2 separate regions of the Zea mays genome follow, and region 2 is linked to region 1. Evidence: chromatin contacts called from public Hi-C data. All regions are on one chromosome and are shown on one strand. Each heading gives the region's core, a stretch centred on a gene start, on an enhancer-like site or on the middle of the called end of the contact. The rest is flanking DNA. Distances are from core to core; before and after follow the strand shown. Region 1 has its middle 51 kb from the start of LOC118473265. Region 2 has its middle 32 kb from the start of LOC542497.

Evidence for each region. Hi-C and Micro-C count contacts between places; a contact is called where the count stands out from the background.
Region 2: a contact with region 1 is called in a Hi-C map of bundle sheath, with 2.7 times the contacts expected there. The contact joins two enhancer-like sites. A contact is called at or near these places in 4 of 25 Hi-C or Micro-C datasets (bundle sheath, ear, leaf and 1 more).

The regions. Positions count from the first base shown.
Region 1 is chr9:5,727,061-5,732,741 of Zm-B73-REFERENCE-NAM-5.0, forward strand. No RefSeq gene overlaps it. Among protein-coding and RNA genes, the nearest start is that of LOC118473265, 51 kb to the right of the region's middle. Within about 2 kb of position 2,996, at least 20 of the 20 cell types and tissues checked have an H3K27ac peak or open chromatin away from gene starts, as enhancers often do. A contact at or near this core is called in bundle sheath, ear, leaf and 1 more, where this site is marked.
Region 2 is chr9:5,822,527-5,828,207 of Zm-B73-REFERENCE-NAM-5.0, forward strand. No RefSeq gene overlaps it. Among protein-coding and RNA genes, the nearest start is that of LOC542497, 32 kb to the left of the region's middle. Within about 2 kb of position 3,150, at least 16 of the 20 cell types and tissues checked have an H3K27ac peak or open chromatin away from gene starts, as enhancers often do. A contact at or near this core is called in bundle sheath, ear, leaf and 1 more, where this site is marked.

The DNA of each region.
Region 1 (5,681 bases), core at 1,746-4,245:
CACCAATTGTGTGGTGATCCTTGCGGGGTCTAAGTGACCCGTGAGATTAAGGAAGAAGCCTCACTCGGTCTAGGTGTCCGTTTGAGAGAGGGAAAAGGTTTAAATAGACCCGGTCTTTGTGACCACCTCAATGGGGACTAGGTTCTTTGGAACCGAACCTCGGTAAAACAAATCACCGTGTCATCCGCTTTATTTTCTTGGTTGATTTGTTTTCCCCTCTCTTCCGGACTTGGATTTTATTCTAACGCTAACCCCGGCTTGTAGTGTGTTTAAAGTTGTAAATTTCAGTTTCCGCCTATCCACCCTCCCTCTAGGCGACTTTCACCCCCAACATTGACGTTGGCATAAATATGTATACAAAATAGCATAAAAACAGGGTCGTCAATCCGCCACCGCTCGCCTCCTAGGAGTCTGTCGTCGTCGCTCGCGTCTAGGGAAGGCAGACGTCGTTGCGGAAGGGGGACCCCAGCGGACGCCACTCCGCGGCGCGTGCCTCCGGGATTCACCGCCGCTCGCACACCCGAGGAAACCGCCACCGCTCGTCCGGTTCGGGAGCGTCGTTGGTGCTTACCTGTCCGCCATAGGATCGTCGCCGTCGGTCGCCCGCCTCAGCGCGCCACAGCCACTAGCCCCCGGGATCGCCGCCGCTCGCACGCCCGAGGAAACCGCTGCCGCTCGCTCGCTCGCCCGAGGGAACCGCCATCCCGCTAAAACCTAATCCCTGACGGCCTGGGTTTTTTTTATAGCCGTCTGCACCCGTTCGGCTGAACCAGATGACACTGTTGGGCCAGGACTTTCTCTAGTTATTGGAAGCCGAGAAAGGATCATTTTCGCTGTTCTACAGCCTACACCTCTATAGAGCAGCACAATTTTCTACTGCAAAGGAGCAGCACAATAGAACTTTGACAAAACCTTTAGCATCACTTGGGCCGCAGCCTTGGGCCGGACGGTCCGCGACCTGGGCGCAGGAGCTGTGTCTTCCCTGCGTCACACCGACGGTCTGGCGAGAGGGTCGTCTTCCTCCTCCTTGCTGGAATCTAGATCTCGTCCCCTGGGGGGAAAGATCTTAAGGTGCTTCGGGTCGACAGGTCACCCGGGGCGTCCCCAGACGACGTGGAGTCGCCTAGGAATTAAGAGATCAAATCGAGGAAGAAGCCTTGGATGGACAACTAGATCTTGCCCCCGGGAGGGGTGAGATCCTAGGGTCGTCTTGGGATCGGCAGGCCACCCAAGACGGATCTAGACGACGTAGAGTCGAATAGGGGTGGAGGTGGATATGTGGAAGACTACAACTAGAACTATGCTACATCTACTCCTAGGGCAGGAAAAGTAAATAAGGTAATTGGTTCGATTGGAATGTGTTCGGGGGTTCTCAATCGGCCGTACCCCTTTATATTTATAGGGGAGGAGGTCTGGACCTTTTCCTAAGAGATAGCCAACAAACTCTCACGTGATTAGATGGATAACCACGCACGAGATAAGGATAAACATCCGAGTTAATCTAATCTCGGGACACGCGGACCGTCCGGGCCCATGGGCCGGACCGTCCGCTCATTTTGGTGTCCAACACAAATACTAGCAAACCTCTCTCTATATATATTCAATGCTACCTAAAGTTTATTTTTACCTACTTTGTTTCATGAAGGATTGAAATCTAACGATGTTGTAAAGAAGGGATTTTCAATATCGGCTTAGTGGTGGTTATTAACCAAAATGTAATTTAGGACTATCGTGCAAACATACTAAAAAGTTTGCTCACGTTTTTTCAGAAGAAAGATTATATACAATATATACTTATTCCTTACAACTTTAAGTTAATGCCCATTATCTTTTCGTAGCCATATCTTTTCTGGCTAAATAAACGTGTATTCTAATTTACTCTCTATTTTTATAACCTTTCTACAACTTTCACAGGATGCTTCTGGTCATCCCAATGGAGAATAGCGCCGCACATATCCTTGAGTCGTTGATAAAGCCATTCCAAGGCTTACAAGAAATAGTGGACATTCTTAATGAGTAACTCTTACCGTTCGAACCACAACTCTCTAAATCTCTAAATAAGTAAATCATGCATGCATCAAGGACTTGACATTTCCATTATGCAAGGCATGGAGGCAGCTACGCGAAAACAGCCCGAACTAAAGGAAACTCTTAAGATTAGACCGAACTTTCCTATATATACATTTGAAGCTCGCACACCTAGCAAGTTATTTGCTAATAATAAGCCATAACGTTTGATTTCCGTGTTTGACACGGGTAAAGGAGAGCGATCTGTGTGGATACTATGTTTGTGAGATTATTCACACATTCATATGTAACAAGCTAGTGGCCAAGGTATATATCGAGGTACATCAACAGTTTCTACAGTATTAATGTTGATTATTTCATGATAACAAAGTGCCCTAGCTTTTAGTTTTAATATAATAACATTTTTTTGTATAAATGGTTTTGGCAAATCACAATTAGTAAGGACGAAGGAAGAAGTACTACTTTTGATACTATCCAAGCAATTTAAGAAAACAACTTAGGGCTAGTTTGGGAAGACCATTTTTCTATAAAATTTCTATTTTCTAAAAAAAATGAACTAATTTTCCTTAGGAATGTGAAAATCGCTTGGGAAAATGTGGTTCTAAACTAGCCCTTATAGGGGGTTATAAATAATGAGAACGTATCCAAGGTGGATTAAGGACATTTGATGATTATAGGGGGGTTATAAGAAAACAACGAGCGTAGCGGCGCCTCGACGGTTCCGCTCGTGTGATATCGTGTCTGATGATTGATTGTAGACATTTGATGGTGGACCACCTCGTATTGGCTGGATTAAAGACGAGTATCAGTGTATCAGGCGGCTCGCGGCTTGCCCACAGCGAAAAAGAGAATTGTGAGTGGAGACGCGAGCTCGTGAGGCCCGAAACAAGGACGCAGAGCTCTGATTCCAAGGTGGCCCGGAAGGCCTCTACGGCCCAAAAAAATTGTAGGTGTTTATCGGGGAGAGGTGTAGTTGTTGTTGGACCGGACTGTTATCGGGATATGCTCTAAACTGGATAGGCGTAGGAAGGAGTAGTTGGACTCGGCCCTTTTCGTTCTTCTGATACAAGGACGTGCCACGCGTATCGATGACTCGGTACTGTTCTCCACAAAAGTGTGTTTACTCGAAAGCATAAAGTCAGATCATATATATATCTCCACCGAGATGCAATGCAACCATAGTGCGCTGTGACAGCCGAACAGAGACCTGGTACATCCAGCCTTCCTGTTCCGTTCATCTCCGCTCTCATCTTCCAGGTCCAGGTCCAGCCCCTACGAGCCAGGCTAGCTACAGCGACGCAGCGATCGAAGGATTGAGTACATACATGGACGCAACGCAATAATAATCCTCGTGTCACTCGAGCGTGGAGACGAAAACAAGCGAGCGGGCGCTGCAAGCCTCCCACATCGTTGACCCACGCATCATCTCGCCGGCCGCGCCCACGGCCCACGGACGATCGGTACGTGTCGCGACAGGGACAGCGTATCGGTCCCTGCTCGCCGGTCGAGCACCGCGCGGGCGGGGCGGGGGGGTCAACGCCGCTCAGACAGCCGGCCACGCTCGCTCGCGACGGCACGTCCGTGCGCACGAGCGCAGCGCAGTGCTGGTGCGCGCGCCGATCGCGAGGTCTCGGGCTGGCCATTTCGCGGGCAGTGCGCGCATCTCGCGTCGCTCTCGCCGCCACTGCACGCGCTTCGTCGTCGTCGTCGCCTGCAGATATTCTCGGGGAGGGGAGAGGGCCGCGGACTCTCTCGCTCGCGACGCGCACTCGTCGCTGCGGCTGCTCTGCTCTCCTCCCAGTCCCCTTCAGGCTTCCGCCCCAGCTTAATTCCACTCGGCGCTCGCTCAATGCTTGCGGTACGTTCCCGAGCCCTCCAATGGGAGAAAAGATCAGATCGTTCTTTCGGAGAAGGAAGAGATCAGAAGAACAATAAACTAGTACGGATCTTTTCTCTGAATAATTTCATATATATATAACAAGACATGAGCTGCTACTGTCATGCTTCATCGTGTGTAGTGCTATCCTAGTCATGCTGCCGGGGTGCAGTGCAGGCTCATCTAGAAAAGTGTAAATAAAGAGCCCCATCCTCCTGGACATCAAGTTTTGAGCCAGCCAGCAAACGTTGCTAACGTATATGATCTTCCCGTACCTTAAAATCTAGAACCGAGTGAGCACAAAGAAAGTTACCATTAAAATATTTGGACAGGAGAAAGACGCTATTTACAGGAGAGGCTCTACCGGAGAAAGGCAAAGAATTCGCCGAGTGCCACACTCGGCAAAGAGCAGTGGCAGAGCTCCATAAAAATGACGTCCCGGACTACTCTACAAATATAATGATTTACTACTCGTATTTTAATTTTTCACATTTTAGGGGTACTAATATTTAAAACAATCCAGTGGAACTGTAGCAGATAGGAAAAGGGAATCAGACATTCGGGAATAATTACTCACAATAGAGGAGAATCACAGTCACATGGCAGCAAGAAGCCAGCACACACCTGTTGGGGGCCTTCGGCTTCCGAAGGTCCTCAAAAACATGATTTAACGATGTTTCTGAAGTATAATGTGTGAACAGGTATCTTCGGACTCGAATCAGTACCACAGTGGGAGAAGCCCAAAGAATACGAAGGTCGACACAGCGCCGAAGGTGTGAGCAGGAAAGCTTCGGCGTGATAGCAGAAAAGGAAACCGACTTAAAGATGAAAAGACTATTTAGACCTTGGTGGATTACTATAGAATTACTACCAAATGTAAAGGGCATGAGTGTAATTTTACATGAGTGTGTCCCGCGCCTATAAATAGGTGAACAGTGCCCCCGTACTGTTCACGAGGACTTGGCATTTGCTTTTGCGTCACGCTTGTACTTTTACCTTCTTTTAAGCCGAAGCATTTGAGAACAAGTCCCCAACATTGGCGCCCACCTCCAGTGAACTCACTTCCACTCTTTGAGTTTTGAACACCTTCGGCAATCATAAACCTTCGTTATGGCGCCGAAGAAAGCTTCAGCAACTGGGGCTGCAGCTCTGCAACCGCTGGACCCCAATCAGGAGACTCTCTCTCCCTTCGGGAGGCCCGAAGCCAGAAGAGGAAGGCTGTCAGCCCGACACCGCCAGAGGATGAGCTAGACCAAGAAATCAGAGACATGGAGATGCTTCATCAACAGGTGCAGAGGAAGAAGGAAAAGATGGCCAGGCTAGCTGAACTGCAAAGGCAGATAGACGAAGCCTCTGAAGAAGTTCGTCATCTTACTCAGGATGAGCAGAACCGAAGGCCTCAGCATAAAAACCTTCATCAGGAGGATTTCTTCAACGAAGATGACTGGTATGAGAATTTCCACCATGGAAATTTTGCTTTTGATGATGCTTCTCCTCTGTCCACTGAGCTGCAGGCTACACCTTGGCCTCCGTCTTACAAGCCGCCTCAGCTTCCTATATTCGACGGCCATTCAGACCCGAAGCAGTTTTTGATGAGCTACGAAGCAACAGTATCTTCGTATGGTGGCAATACTGCAGTCATGGCAAAATATTTTGTTATGGCTGTCAGGAGTGTTGCTCAAACCTGGTATTCCTCCCTTCGACCAGGAACAATCACTTCATGGCAAAAGCTGAAGGATATGTTGTTAACCAGCTTCCAAGGGTTTCAGACGAAGCC
Region 2 (5,681 bases), core at 1,900-4,399, 96 kb after region 1:
ACAATTAATAAAAACAATCTTAATTACCAAAACTATCATCCTCCCTCTCCATACAACACATTCACCATTCATTAAGCAATTAAATATGTGTCATGGATAAATTGATTTGAGAACTAAACATGAAAAAGGAGAGGGAATAGACAAAATCTAACCATCTTAAGCAACCTCATTTGAGGAAATAGAGAAAATAACCTAGCTATACTCTTCTCTCTCACATGTAAAACCCTAGATCCAAAATGTGGCTAAAATTGAGCAAGAATGAACAAAAATTGACAAAGAAACATAAACCAACCTTTCCTATCCACCTTCTTCCAAAAAATGAAGACCAAAACCTCCCCCTTGTATTTTGTGAAATCTGGACCTCCAAAATCGCCTCTAATGGAAGTTGGCTGCGAGCATACAACTCTTGTCGGGGGGAAGAAGAGGGGTATTTATAACACATAGTTCACTGGCGGTTGGCTTGAAAAACCGATAGTGGAAACCTATTTCCACTGGCGGTTATCTTAACACAACCGCCAGTGGAAATATCCTATTTCCACTGGAGGTTGTGTTAAGATAACCGCTAGTGGAAATAGGTTTCCACTAGCGGTTCCCAAGCCGGGCCCACCTGGTTTTTTTTACTGGCGCGCGGTAACTGAAACCGCCAGTAATAATTTATGGGTGTCACAGGCTTTGAGCTCTTTTCTACTAGTGGTACATGCGCTAAATCTAAAATGGTCTATATTAGGGAACAATATCAATAGATTGAAGCCAGTGGGTTGGATAGAGCATCTTTCAGATTGTTCGACCTTTGGAAAAAAAGTAATGTAAATCTAAGATTTATGATGAAACATATATTTACTAGTAGATCTAGGTATTATAGATAGAATAGATCTATCAGTAGATCTAAGTATTATAGATCTAGAGAATTGTTTAGATCAGGTTTTAAATAACATAGATCTAGAGAATTGTTTAGATCAGGTTTTAAATAACCGGCTATAGTTTTCGCTATAGCGAGCAGGAAAAAGCTATGCACTATTGATTCATTTAGCCGCTATAGCCCGCTATATCCTGATATAGTCGGTTATTTACATTTTTGAGAATCACGCCGCTAAACCCCTTAACCCGCTATTAAATCCATGGTTTAGATATACAACAGCTAGCTTCACATTTACCCCTCTCCTTTGTTCGCACGTCTTCTTCGTCCGGAGTCCGAAGAAAAACCGGCGAGGAATTCCATGACAGACCTTCTTCGTGTTCTTCAGCCACCTCGCACATGCAGCGGACCCCGGCCCCCTCCATAGGACCCGCTTCGACCACACCCCATGCACCCCTCGCCCCTGCTGCGGAGCAGCGCCGCCGCGCCGGCTGGCTGGCAAGCCCTAGCCGGGCACCCCACCCCAGTCCACGCTGTCACGTCCATCCGGCTTGGTTCGAGAGCAGGCCGCCGTCGCGCCTGCAGGAGGCTGCCGCGGCCTCCCGTGGTGCCAGCCCCTGTCGCTGGCCCGTGGGGGCACAGGTGCGCCATGCGCTGCAGCCAGCCAACGGCAGCCTCATCAGCCGGTCGTCCTTCTCCCCACGGCCGAGGGCCTTTGCTGAGCTTAATCAGACATGATGGCACCAATGTGAGGTTACTTGGATCACGAGGCTTCGACCAAATTATGAGGATTTACGTTTGTTGGCTGTTACAATTGGACAGAACTTATGATTAGCTCTATTCCTTAGACGCAAATCAATTCAAGCTTGAGTATAGCCTTGGGCATCCTATGTTTTTTGATGGTACAAAGACCTACAGGACGTACAGGTATATTAAAACGACCGAAAGTTTTAAAAAGCCAGCGAGAATATACAAATGAAAAAAAGGGAGAATCATTTTCAGAGTTCTGTTCTCAAGTTGACCAGCGCCGATGACAGCATGAGCCTGCTATGTTGTTGCTATGCCAACACAGGACAGGAGCACCTGAAGCTTAGCTAAGGCCATGGACGCGGGCTCGCGGCGCACACCTGCCTGCCCCATGCGTCACCCACTCGTGTCCCCGGCACCCAATGCGCAGCGACGTCACGCACGGCGCCGGGCGCGTGCATGCCAAGGTGCACTAGTACAGAGAAGTTCTATAGTGGCGGTTGTAAACCTATTTATAGTGGCGTTTTTCGTAACCGCCAGTGAAAATCAAACATATTTTAAAAATAGTTAAAAAATTTATTTTTATTAGGCCCACCCACCCGGTATTTTTCGCAAGTCGCGGCATTTTTCGAGCAAAATTCGCGCGCTACGCGGTTGTTAGTATTCGAACCGTCGACCTCACCCTCGCGCGTACCCTCCCCTACCACTCCGTCTATGACATGTCTTGTGTCTAGTTTGTAGTTGTTTTCTCCACATATTACAACCATTTGAGTGTAAATTGCTTATTTGAGACCCTAAACGAATTCAAATAAAAAAGTTGTCAACTACAAAGATAAATAACTTTTGAAGTTCTACAACTTTTATTTTGACACTTTTTTCATCCGAGGTACTTTGCAAAATTTGAATTTTAAATTTGACATACTTAGATTCAATTTTTGAGAACCGAAATGAGTTCAAACAAAAAAGTTGTCAACTACAAAGTTTCATAACTTTTAGAGATCTACAACTTTTATTTTGGTGGTTTTGTCATACGAGGCCGTTTGAAAAACTCGAAAAATTAAGGATAAAAATGATTTCTAGTGGCGGTTCCTTAAGAAAACCGCCACTAGAAATCGTATTTCTAGTGGCGGTTCCTTAAGAAAACCGCCACTACAAATCATGGATTTCTACTGGCGGTTTTCTTAAGGAACCGCCAGTAGAAATACGATTTCTAGTGGCGGTTTTCTTAAGGAACCGTCACTAGAAATAACACAGTCGGTGGATAACCGAAACCGCCTGTAAAAATATATCGTCTCCGCAGGCTTTGAGCCTTTTTGTACTAGTGGTGGTGACGCCTCGGGGTCCCTTGATCGCTCTGGCGGCGTCCCCACGCCGCCGCGCGCCGCCGCGCACGTACGCACGAGCGCGGGGTGCGCGCGCCGGTTGGCATGGCAGCGTCACAGGCGGGCCGTGAAGGACGACAAACGAGAATGTATAGATCCATCCATCCACGATCCTTCGGGTCCATGCAGATCACGCGCGCCACCGACGAGTCCCTTTCCCTTGCTTCTCCTTTCAGACCGTCGTCAAAAGCTCGGCCACCACTAAGCTAGCCACAGTGAAACACATGCGCCGTGCCCATATATTATAGATGTCCAAACGGGCCACCCGGCACGGGCCCGACCCGAACCCGATTCGGCCCGGTCCAAATAGTGCCGGGCCAGGCACGACCCGTTAATAGATCGGGTCGGGCCGTGCCGGCCCACGTGCTCAGCTGTGTGCCCAAACACGGCACGTCCATGTCTAGATCGTGCCGGACCGGCCCGAAAACCCACCGTGCCTAACGGGCCGTGTCCAACACTGGCCCGCACTGTTTCGAGACCGGCGGCGTCAGCAGCAGGCGCTACTCCCTGCAGGCGTTCTGCTCGCCCGTGGTCATCGCCCTCTCTCCGCCGTCGTCTGCGCGGCCGTTCCAGAGCATGGCGTGCGACGTCGCCATCTCGTGAGGCAGCACGACATGCATGCATGGGGCCCGCGTGCCACTCGGATCGAATCACTAGCTAGCTAGTGTCTGTCTTTCGTGGAGGTGTGCAGTGCAGCCAGCCATGGTGCCTCGCTCTTCAATTTGTAGGTCGCGGTGGTGGTGACGGCTGCTGCGTGCTCTCTGCTGCGCAGCCACCAAATCAAGTCAGGCTAGAGCACTCGATCGACTGGTCGTGTACGTCGACTTTGTTTAGACTTCAGACGTGGCGACAGCGAAGAAGGTGGCAGCCGTGTACGTACGTACTTCTTGCCGCCGACAGTAACAGCCGGCGGCGTCGTCAACCTCGAGTGCAACCGCAGGGCTAGGCTGTCTGTGGCTGGCTTACGGGCCGCCACCGTGCCGGCCTGCAGCTCGTGCCGGGCCGGGCCATAGCACGCGGGCCTTCGTAGCCGTCCAAACCCGGCCCGCTTAACGGGCCGTGCCGACCCGAACCCGTTATTAACCGTGCCGGACCGTGCTTGGACCGGGCCAAAATCGTGCCGGGTCACGGACCAAACGGACGGCCCGTACTGTTTGGACATCTATACCGTATATAGACGCAGACCAAGCCGATGGAGACGACTGCACAGTACACGAGACCCGCTCGACCACACACGCACGGCACGCATAGCCGCTGCACTGTCTGCACACATTTTACGAAAAGGAAAACAAAAGGACGGAGTGATGGACGCGCACACACAGCACAAACGGAGGTCGAAGAGGCCATGCCTGTAGTCCAGCAGAGCAAAGGCGTACGTATGGTCTCAGCTGGTTTCGTCGAGTCGCCCTCACGTTTTCAGGTCAGTGCTGCTGCAGCGAGCGGAAAGCGGCTGCTACGGCGGCGGCGCCACCACCACCACCATGCGGGTCCTCCCCGCCCTCGCTCGCATTATGCATGACACACACATTGACACGGATTAAACACGAACAGTTGCCGTGACAACGAGATCGTCGTGTATACCAATGCAGTGTCGACGTTGCTGTGGTTGTTGGGTTTCTTTTCCTTTCTTTCTTTCTTTGTTTCGGATGGCGTTGTCGTCCATGATGCATGCTAGTCGAGTATGCTTTGTGGGGAAAAAAACTAGCAGCAGTGCTTCCGATAGTGATCTCGATCTCCTCGTAGTGCTTTTACGTGTGGTTATACTTGTAGTCGTGTTTGTGACGATTGTTGTGTGTAAAGAATATATTCTCGATCGTCCACGTATGCGTTTACTTTACCATTTTCCTGGTGTTTGAGAGAACTAGAGCTGTAGATATGCCGCTAGCTTGTGCGGTCAAAACATACAGGTCGATCACGTTGCCATGCATATATACAGTTTCACTGAATCCACCATTAATTAATTAAACTCAATGTGTGTTTATTGTTGTTTGGAGCTGTGGATGTTAATATATTTTTATCATAGCAAACTTGATCAGAGTAAGAAAATTCACTTCGGATGAAAACTCATATATATTTTGAAAAAAAGAGGGAGCTAGTATGGCTTGCATTGGACTTTAAACAACGTGTTGCATGCTGTGCATGCATTCACACCTAAAATTTAACGGCTGAACGAACCAAAGATCCTTTTTTTTCCCTTGAGAAGTCGCCAAGAGTTTTTCCGAGCTAATTTATTAAAAAGAAATGTAAGGATATTACAAGACAAAACATAATAATAATAGCAGCAAAAGATTAGGAAAATGAGCAACTTAATTAGTGGATATGACCAGATAATCATCAGCCTACCCTCCACTCGACAGCTCAGCACGAAAACGACTATATATACATGACCAAATATTCTACGTGCACTACTAGAATCCGTCTTTTTGTCGAGTGATCGGTGCTTTGCCGAGTGCCACTCTCGATCTCGACGAAATAAGACTCGGCAACAACCTCGTTTACCGAGGGCGAAACTCTTGGCGTAGAAAGACACTCGGCAAAAAAAAGAGCTTTGCCGAGTATCAGACTCTCGGCAAAATACGACTCTCGTCAAAGGACCCTCAGCAGCCTACTCTCCACTCAACAGCTCATCTCTAAAACGACTATATATACATGACCAAATGTTCTACGCGGTGGACTACTATATGACGATGCTGGTC